Linked DNA regions of Mus musculus: region 1 is linked to region 2. The links are chromatin contacts, called in public promoter capture Hi-C maps. All regions are on one chromosome and are shown on one strand. Each heading gives the region's core, a stretch centred on a gene start, on an enhancer-like site or on the middle of the called end of the contact. The rest is flanking DNA. Distances are from core to core; before and after follow the strand shown. Region 1 holds the start of Hmga1 (high mobility group AT-hook 1). Region 2 holds the start of Dusp1 (dual specificity phosphatase 1).

Region 1 (3,304 bases), core at 51-2,550, 1.0 Mb before region 2:
AGGCGCGGGAAACGGCGCACCCCGACCACATGCACCGCCACGCGGGTGCGCCCGGCCCCACTTCCTGCCAGAGGGGGCACCCAAGCCCGCCTTGGGGGCAGGAAACCTGGTGCGAGTCGCAGGAAGAAAAAAACCCCTTCCTCTCTCCATGAAAACCAAAGCGGGGGGGGGGGCAGAAACGGGGAGTCGAAGGGACTAGTTCTAACAGAACCCAGCAAAGCAGAGGAACCAGTTTGTGGGGGCGGAGGGCAGGCCTGGCCCTGGAGGTTGAAGAGGCGCGGGGCAGGGCCAAAGGTGTGTGTGGGGGTGGGGGGTGAAACCCCGAAACCCAGGCCCTCGCGATCCGGCCTCGTCCACGCACAGTACTACTCTGGGAAAGGCGGAGGAGAGGCCAGAGAGGAATCTCGGGTCGCCGGGCCCCTCCCCCGCACTTCTAGAACTTCCCTGGCTGAGGGGGGCGCGCGCCCACCTCCCGCCGCTGCGCAGCGCGCGCCCCTCCCTGAGGCCGGGCTCGCCGAGCGCGAGGTGCACGGGCGCCGCTGGGTGCACAAGCGGCGCTCGTCGCAGTCGCGCGCCCCCTCCCCCTCCGCGCGCCGTTCCCCGGGGTCTCCGCACCCCACGGTCGCAACCCGGGCACCCTCAACCTGGGGACCGGAGGACGCGGCGCCCCGCGGACACCCACCCCGGCCCCGCCGCCTGCGAGCACAGTGCGGCCTCCCCTTTCCCGCGGCCCGCGCAAGCCCGGGGCCTGGGAATAAAGCGGGCAGCGCGCGCCGCAGGCCCCCCGGGCGCGCCGCGGACACTCACCGCGAGCTCCGCAGGCCGCCGGCGGGGCGCGCTCGGGGCTGCCGGGTGCGGCGTGGCTGGGCTCAGGGCACCGGCCTGGGCTCTGCCGCCACCGCCGCCGGTCGCAAATGCGGATCTGAAACCGGGAGAGGGCAGAGGCGCTGAGACCGCTGCGTGCGCGCCGCCCGGGCCCCCGCCGGGGATGTGTGTCACATCCGAGCTGGGGCGAGGGAACACTGACGGATCCCGCTCCCCTGGAGGATGGCGAGGGGCAGGAAGCTGGGCACGGCCCGTGCGCGGCCTCAATAAATAATAATGTGATTAGATTCTAGACCTACAGGAAAAAAAGAAGCCACCCGAGCGGCGGCGAACTCACGCCTTCTTGGAGCCGCGCCAACACCAGAAATAGCCCCGACTCGGAGTCCCAATTAGAGGAGCGCAGCCCCGGCTCAGGGGAGCTTAAAAAGAGCGACCCAGGGGCAGGGGGGACGGGCCCGCCCGCGCCAGCCGTGTCACCGGGGGGCGGGGCCATGCAAATGAGCCCGGGGATTTAAAAGGGCGGCCGCCCGCCAGCTGCCGCCGCCGCGCGCGGGTAGCTCGCCACTGTGCGCGCGGTTTCCGCGGGCACGCGCGCCGACGGCCCTCGTTTCTCACAGTTCCCGAGCAGCCTGGCGTTGGAGGAACCGGTGACGGCGGCCCTGCTGTTTAAGTGGGGACCCGGGGACACACCTACAGGAGCCCCCCCGTGGACTCCGGCCTCGCGGGGAGGCGCGCGCTGACGCCTGTGCCCTCGGACGTCCACGCGTACCCTAAGGAGCTTCTCGCGGCCCGGACGCCGCCCCCCCCCCCCAGCCCATGTCGAGGGCCTCTCCTTAATTCCCCTCTGCCACCAAGCAGGTGACGGCGTGTGCGTCTCCGGAGGCCTCCAGGCGCGTAAAAAACAAAGTCTTGTGAAACCCAAACGTGAAACTTGGCCAACGCCAACGGTTTAAATCTAGTAACGGCCGCCACCCAGGTGCAGGCTTCAAAGGAGCCGAGCGATTGGCCGCCTCGCCGGGACATCGCGGGGAGGAGCCACGGGTGGCCAGCTGCTTGGTGTTGAGGAAGCACGAGGTCCCTCTGGTGTGATTCCCCGCCCCCGTGACTTACGACTTAAGACAAGGGGCGCCTGGAAGCCCCTTGAGGGCAGGGGTTCGAGTTTCCCGCCTCTGGGCGCCTGGGTCAACAAAAGACTTGTTGCTGGGCCGGAGGAAGCCTAAGTGGGAAGATGGCGGGCGGTGGGGCGCGCCCTGCAGGCCGGGCGCGGGCCCTTGGACGCACCTCCCCACCTCGGTTCCCCGAGTCGGCCTTTCCACACCTCTCGTGATGCAGGGAATCGTAATTCGGGCCCAGTGACACACGACTGTGACTCATAACTCTGTTCCCCTTCCTCCGCGGTCAGCCCTCTCCTCGGGGGGCGCGCGGGCGGTGGAAGGGTACGCGGGGGCCCAGCGTGCGCCCGGCTGGAGGCGGGGTGGGAGCCTTGGGGAGGCGGGCCTCCCAGTTTCAGGAATGCCTCAGGAATGTTTCCGGTGGGGGGTGGGGAGCGCGGCGGGCCCGGCTACCCCCCACCCCCCACCCCCGGGCCGTAGGATGGCGCCCTGGGCGCAGGGCAGCACGTGCTCGGTGGGGGTGGGGCGCAGCGGTCAGGCGCGGGAGGCCACGGCAGGCCGCGGGTCCCGGACCAAGGTCCAGGTGACCCTCAGTTCCAGGGGTGCCCCTGGAGAAGGAGGAAGTCATGGAGGGGCGTTCCCAACGGGTGGAGGGGAGCCTAGGGCGCCGGGGCAGTCTGGGGGAGGAGCGGCTGCCCCTTTGTGTGCAACCGCCGTGGGGGCGGGGCGGGGTGGAAGCGCGCCGCGCCCTCCATCTTTGTGCCCCGCGAGCCGAGTTGGCTGGAGGGGCTCGAAGTTGCTGCGAGCTCTGGGGACCTTCGTAGCGAGGTGTGGCTGAGCAAGCTGCCAACTCCCACCAACGCCAGCCCACATCCTCCCATGGTACAGGTCATTGCCAGCAGCCTAGGCCACTAGGCCCTTGCTGTGGTGTTGAAGGGGGAGAGTTTGGGAATGGCCCCGCGGGCCCTTTTCCTCCGACGTAGTAGTGGCCCCTGGGCGGACACTGCCTCTGACCTGTGTGTACCAGAAAAGGATACCCTTCCTTCCTGGATGGGCTTTCGGAAAGCTTCGCCAATTGCTTGGCCCACTTCTAGTAAACTGGCTTGATCGTATTTTTCTGCTTCTTTTCATCCTGATATGCTCACCGGCCGGTTTTGTGTCTTGTGTTTTTGTAATCGACCCAAGACCCTCTCTAGAAGTAGGCAAACACAATAGTTTGTCTCCCTCCTGCCTTGCCCACTCCAGAAACAAACAGTTCCGCCCACTGACCCCCATGCAGATACCTCCGTGCTCTTCGGCTTGCGCACCCTGTATCCCATTCCTCTCCTTCTGCAATGATATTTAAGCTTAAGAGTGATGGGGGGTGG
Region 2 (3,357 bases), core at 521-3,020:
CTTGCAGGCTCATCCGGGAAGAGGATGGCTGGCTCCCCAACAGTCAACTGGCAGCAGTTCCAGCTCTTTAGGCTCCTTCTAGGAAGGGAAGAGGGCAGAACTCCACAGCGACCAGCAGACCTCTGACTTCAGTGCCCAACCATGCCACTGTACTCATATAAAAAGGTCTTTTTGAAAAGTTTGGGTAGAGAAGGGTATAATGAATGGCCTTGCAAAAACAAAAATAAAAGGAAAATTTGAAGTTGGTATGCAGTTTGAAAAGGCAGCAGCTGTAACATTTTATGATTCAATGCAAAAAATATGTTGAGGTCCTCAGCTGAATAAGTAGAATAAACAAATAATTTTTTTCTTTCTGTCGCTCTTCTGAGATGTAGGGAGGGTGGTGTTATCTGAAGATTTCTTTGCTGTTCTTTTAGGATCAATGCTCAAAGGAATGTAAAAACGCCCTTTAAAAATAACGTATTCTGAATTTACAGAAGAATCTAGGCAGAGCGCAAGAGCTAAGAGAGGCCAAAGCGGACGTTGCTGGGCAAAGACACATGGTAGTAAGACACCTCCCCTTGCAAAGAGGAAGAAACCGCAGAATGTTCCTGACTCGGCACCCCTTCAGAGTGGTGCAATGTTTATGTTTGTGTATCCAACTCCGTGGTGTTGCGGCGGACTCACTGCCTACCCTGTAGTCATGGAGTTTTGTGGAAGGACACACACACACACACCATTTCGGTCTTCCCAGGTGTGATGAGTACAGTTTGTCCCACAGAGTGGCGGATTCAAGGCTCTTGGCCCTGAGTCCTTGGTGTGCTCAGCTTCTGTTCAGTGGAGATGAAAGGCACGAGGGCAGATGCCTTTAATCCTTAGTAAGTCAGGGACAGGAGGATCTCTATGAGTTCAAGACTAGCCAGAGCTACACAGCAAGATCCTCTCTGAAACAAACAAAACAAAACAAAAGAAAGTTGTGTTGGGGGACAGAGGAGCAGCGGCTAGCAGCATCCTCTTGATGCCACGCGACGACAATGTTCTGGGCCGTCCCTAGGCGGCGCTGTGGAGCTCTACCCAAGTCTCCCCCACCCCACCCCCCCAACCCCAATGTTAAACCTGGGCTCCAAAGATCTTGCAACCCTCCTCCCTTTGCTCCAAGTAAGTCCTCTAGGGACCACCGCGGTAAAGATAACACTCCGGGGTGGGGGGTGGGAACTAACTGGAAGCATTCCCTTGTTCAGCGTAAAACTTTTAAAGTGACATTCAAGAAGGACGTCTCAACTCTCGCCATTTGTCCTCGGTATAGCCAGAGGGCTATAGACCGAATTAGTCATCTCTCACTACCCACTCCCCTTTCCCGCTCAGCTCGCCACGCCCACCACTCCAGCAGCCAGAGCCGGGCCAGCTGAGAACGTGATACCAGGAGTGGCCCCGCTCGTTCGGCGGAGACCCGCGGAGGGGAGCAGGGCAGGTGTCCTCAGGCCGCGCGTCCTGGCCACCCGGGCTGGCAGCGCGCCGTCCTGCCTGCGAGCCCAGAGGACAGGAGGGTGGGGGCCGGGCTGCGAGCCAGCGCTCAGAGCCGAGAGGCTCCTAGGCCGATGACGTCTTTGCTTTTGGCTTTGGCGGCGCCAAGCTCGGTAGGGCGGGTGACGTCACCGCCCGGTCACGTGTCTGCCATTCAAACAAACAAACCGTTCTCCCCCACCCCCACCCCACCCCCCGCTTCTGTGCCGCGCCCGGGACCGCCCCCGAGAGGCTACATAAAACCGCGCTCCGTCGGACGAGCGCGCAGTGAAGGACTGGCGGGAGGAAAGCGCGGTGAAGCCAGATTAGGAGCAGCGAGCACTTGGGGACTTAGGGCCACAGGACACCGCACAAGATCGACCGACTTTTTCTGGAGAACCGCAGAACGGGCACGCTGGGGTCGCTGGGGCTGGCCATGGTGATGGAGGTGGGCATCCTGGACGCCGGGGGGCTGCGCGCGCTGCTGCGAGAGGGCGCCGCGCAGTGCCTGTTGTTGGATTGTCGCTCCTTCTTCGCTTTCAACGCCGGCCACATCGCGGGCTCAGTGAACGTGCGCTTCAGCACCATCGTGCGGCGCCGCGCCAAGGGCGCCATGGGCCTGGAGCATATCGTGCCCAACGCTGAACTGCGTGGCCGCCTGCTGGCCGGAGCCTACCACGCCGTGGTGCTGCTGGACGAGCGCAGCGCCTCCCTGGACGGCGCCAAGCGCGACGGCACCCTGGCCCTGGCCGCGGGCGCGCTCTGCCGAGAGGCGCGCTCCACTCAAGTCTTCTTTCTCCAAGGTACGCTCTAGCTCTGGCAGGACTTATGCCATCAGCTAGGGAAGGGGCGTCCCACCTGGAGTATGGGGGCGCCGGCGTCCAGTCTCCAGGGGCTTGTCAGTGGCTTTGTTTCACTCCCATAACAAAGACTTCCTTAAGCCTTCCTTGTAAACTCGCAGCCCCTGGTGGGTGAGTGGCTTGTCTCCAGGTACTGTGTCGGTGGTGCTAATGAGAAAATATGTACCTTTGTATTCTCAGGAGGATATGAAGCGTTTTCGGCTTCCTGCCCTGAGCTGTGCAGCAAACAGTCCACCCCCACGGGGCTCAGCCTCCCCCTGAGTACTAGTGTGCCTGACAGTGCAGAATCCGGATGCAGCTCCTGTAGTACCCCTCTCTACGATCAGGTTAGTAGGAGTCCGGGTCCATGCAGGGCAGGGAGGTGGCAGAGCTGGCAGAGGTCTAGGAGGATTGTGCCAGGAGGATATAGAAAGCGGCTGCAGCTTTATTTATACTAGCGGGGACACGAGGATCTTTAGTCCATCATGAAGCAATTGGATGGAGCTGAGTCTCCCAGTTGCTGGCACGGAAGAGCTTGTTGGCTCTGTCCAGGCCAATGGGCTTGATTCTTTACGAATATTTTAATATGTCAACAGCAGTGCTGAGGTCACCAGTTTCAGAAACTCCCGTTTTCAGCGGGGAGTTTTTGTGGGCATGGGTACTGGTGCTCACGCTGGACGAGCTTGACGAATGCTGGACTGTTTTTTTGACTTCAGGGGGGCCCAGTGGAGATCCTGTCCTTCCTGTACCTGGGCAGTGCCTATCACGCTTCTCGGAAGGATATGCTTGACGCCTTGGGCATCACCGCCTTGATCAACGTCTCAGCCAATTGTCCTAACCACTTTGAGGGTCACTACCAGTACAAGAGCATCCCTGTGGAGGACAACCACAAGGCAGACATCAGCTCCTGGTTCAACGAGGCTATTGACTTCATAGGTAAATGGAATAACTATCTGGAACCTCTGCTTCTGTCCCTACTGTAGCCACTGAGCCCAGTCTTTTGGGTGGCAGCTTAAATGATCCTCACCCAAGCCTT

Evidence for each region. Promoter capture Hi-C pulls out the DNA fragments that hold promoters and counts their contacts.
Region 1: a contact with region 2 is called in a promoter capture Hi-C map of pre-B cells, with 5 times the contacts expected there. The contact joins the promoter of Hmga1 here to the promoter of Dusp1 in region 2. A contact is called at or near these places in 7 of 39 promoter capture datasets (the C10 cell line, the HPC-7 cell line, hematopoietic stem and progenitor cells and 3 more), 3 of 115 datasets of contacts at active chromatin or transcription factors (embryonic hindbrain, epiblast stem cells and pancreatic cancer cells) and 2 of 9 other capture datasets (adipose tissue and pancreatic islet).

What each region holds. Positions count from the first base shown.
Region 1 is chr17:27,554,570-27,557,873 of GRCm38.p6, reverse strand. Hmga1 (high mobility group AT-hook 1) reads right to left here and starts at 1,300. Exons shown (of 5, transcript NM_001025427.3): 1 at 1,163-1,300.
Region 2 is chr17:26,506,885-26,510,241 of GRCm38.p6, reverse strand. Dusp1 (dual specificity phosphatase 1) reads left to right here and starts at 1,770. Exons shown (of 4, transcript NM_013642.3): 1 at 1,770-2,285; 2 at 2,523-2,668; 3 at 3,038-3,257. The coding sequence starts at 1,919.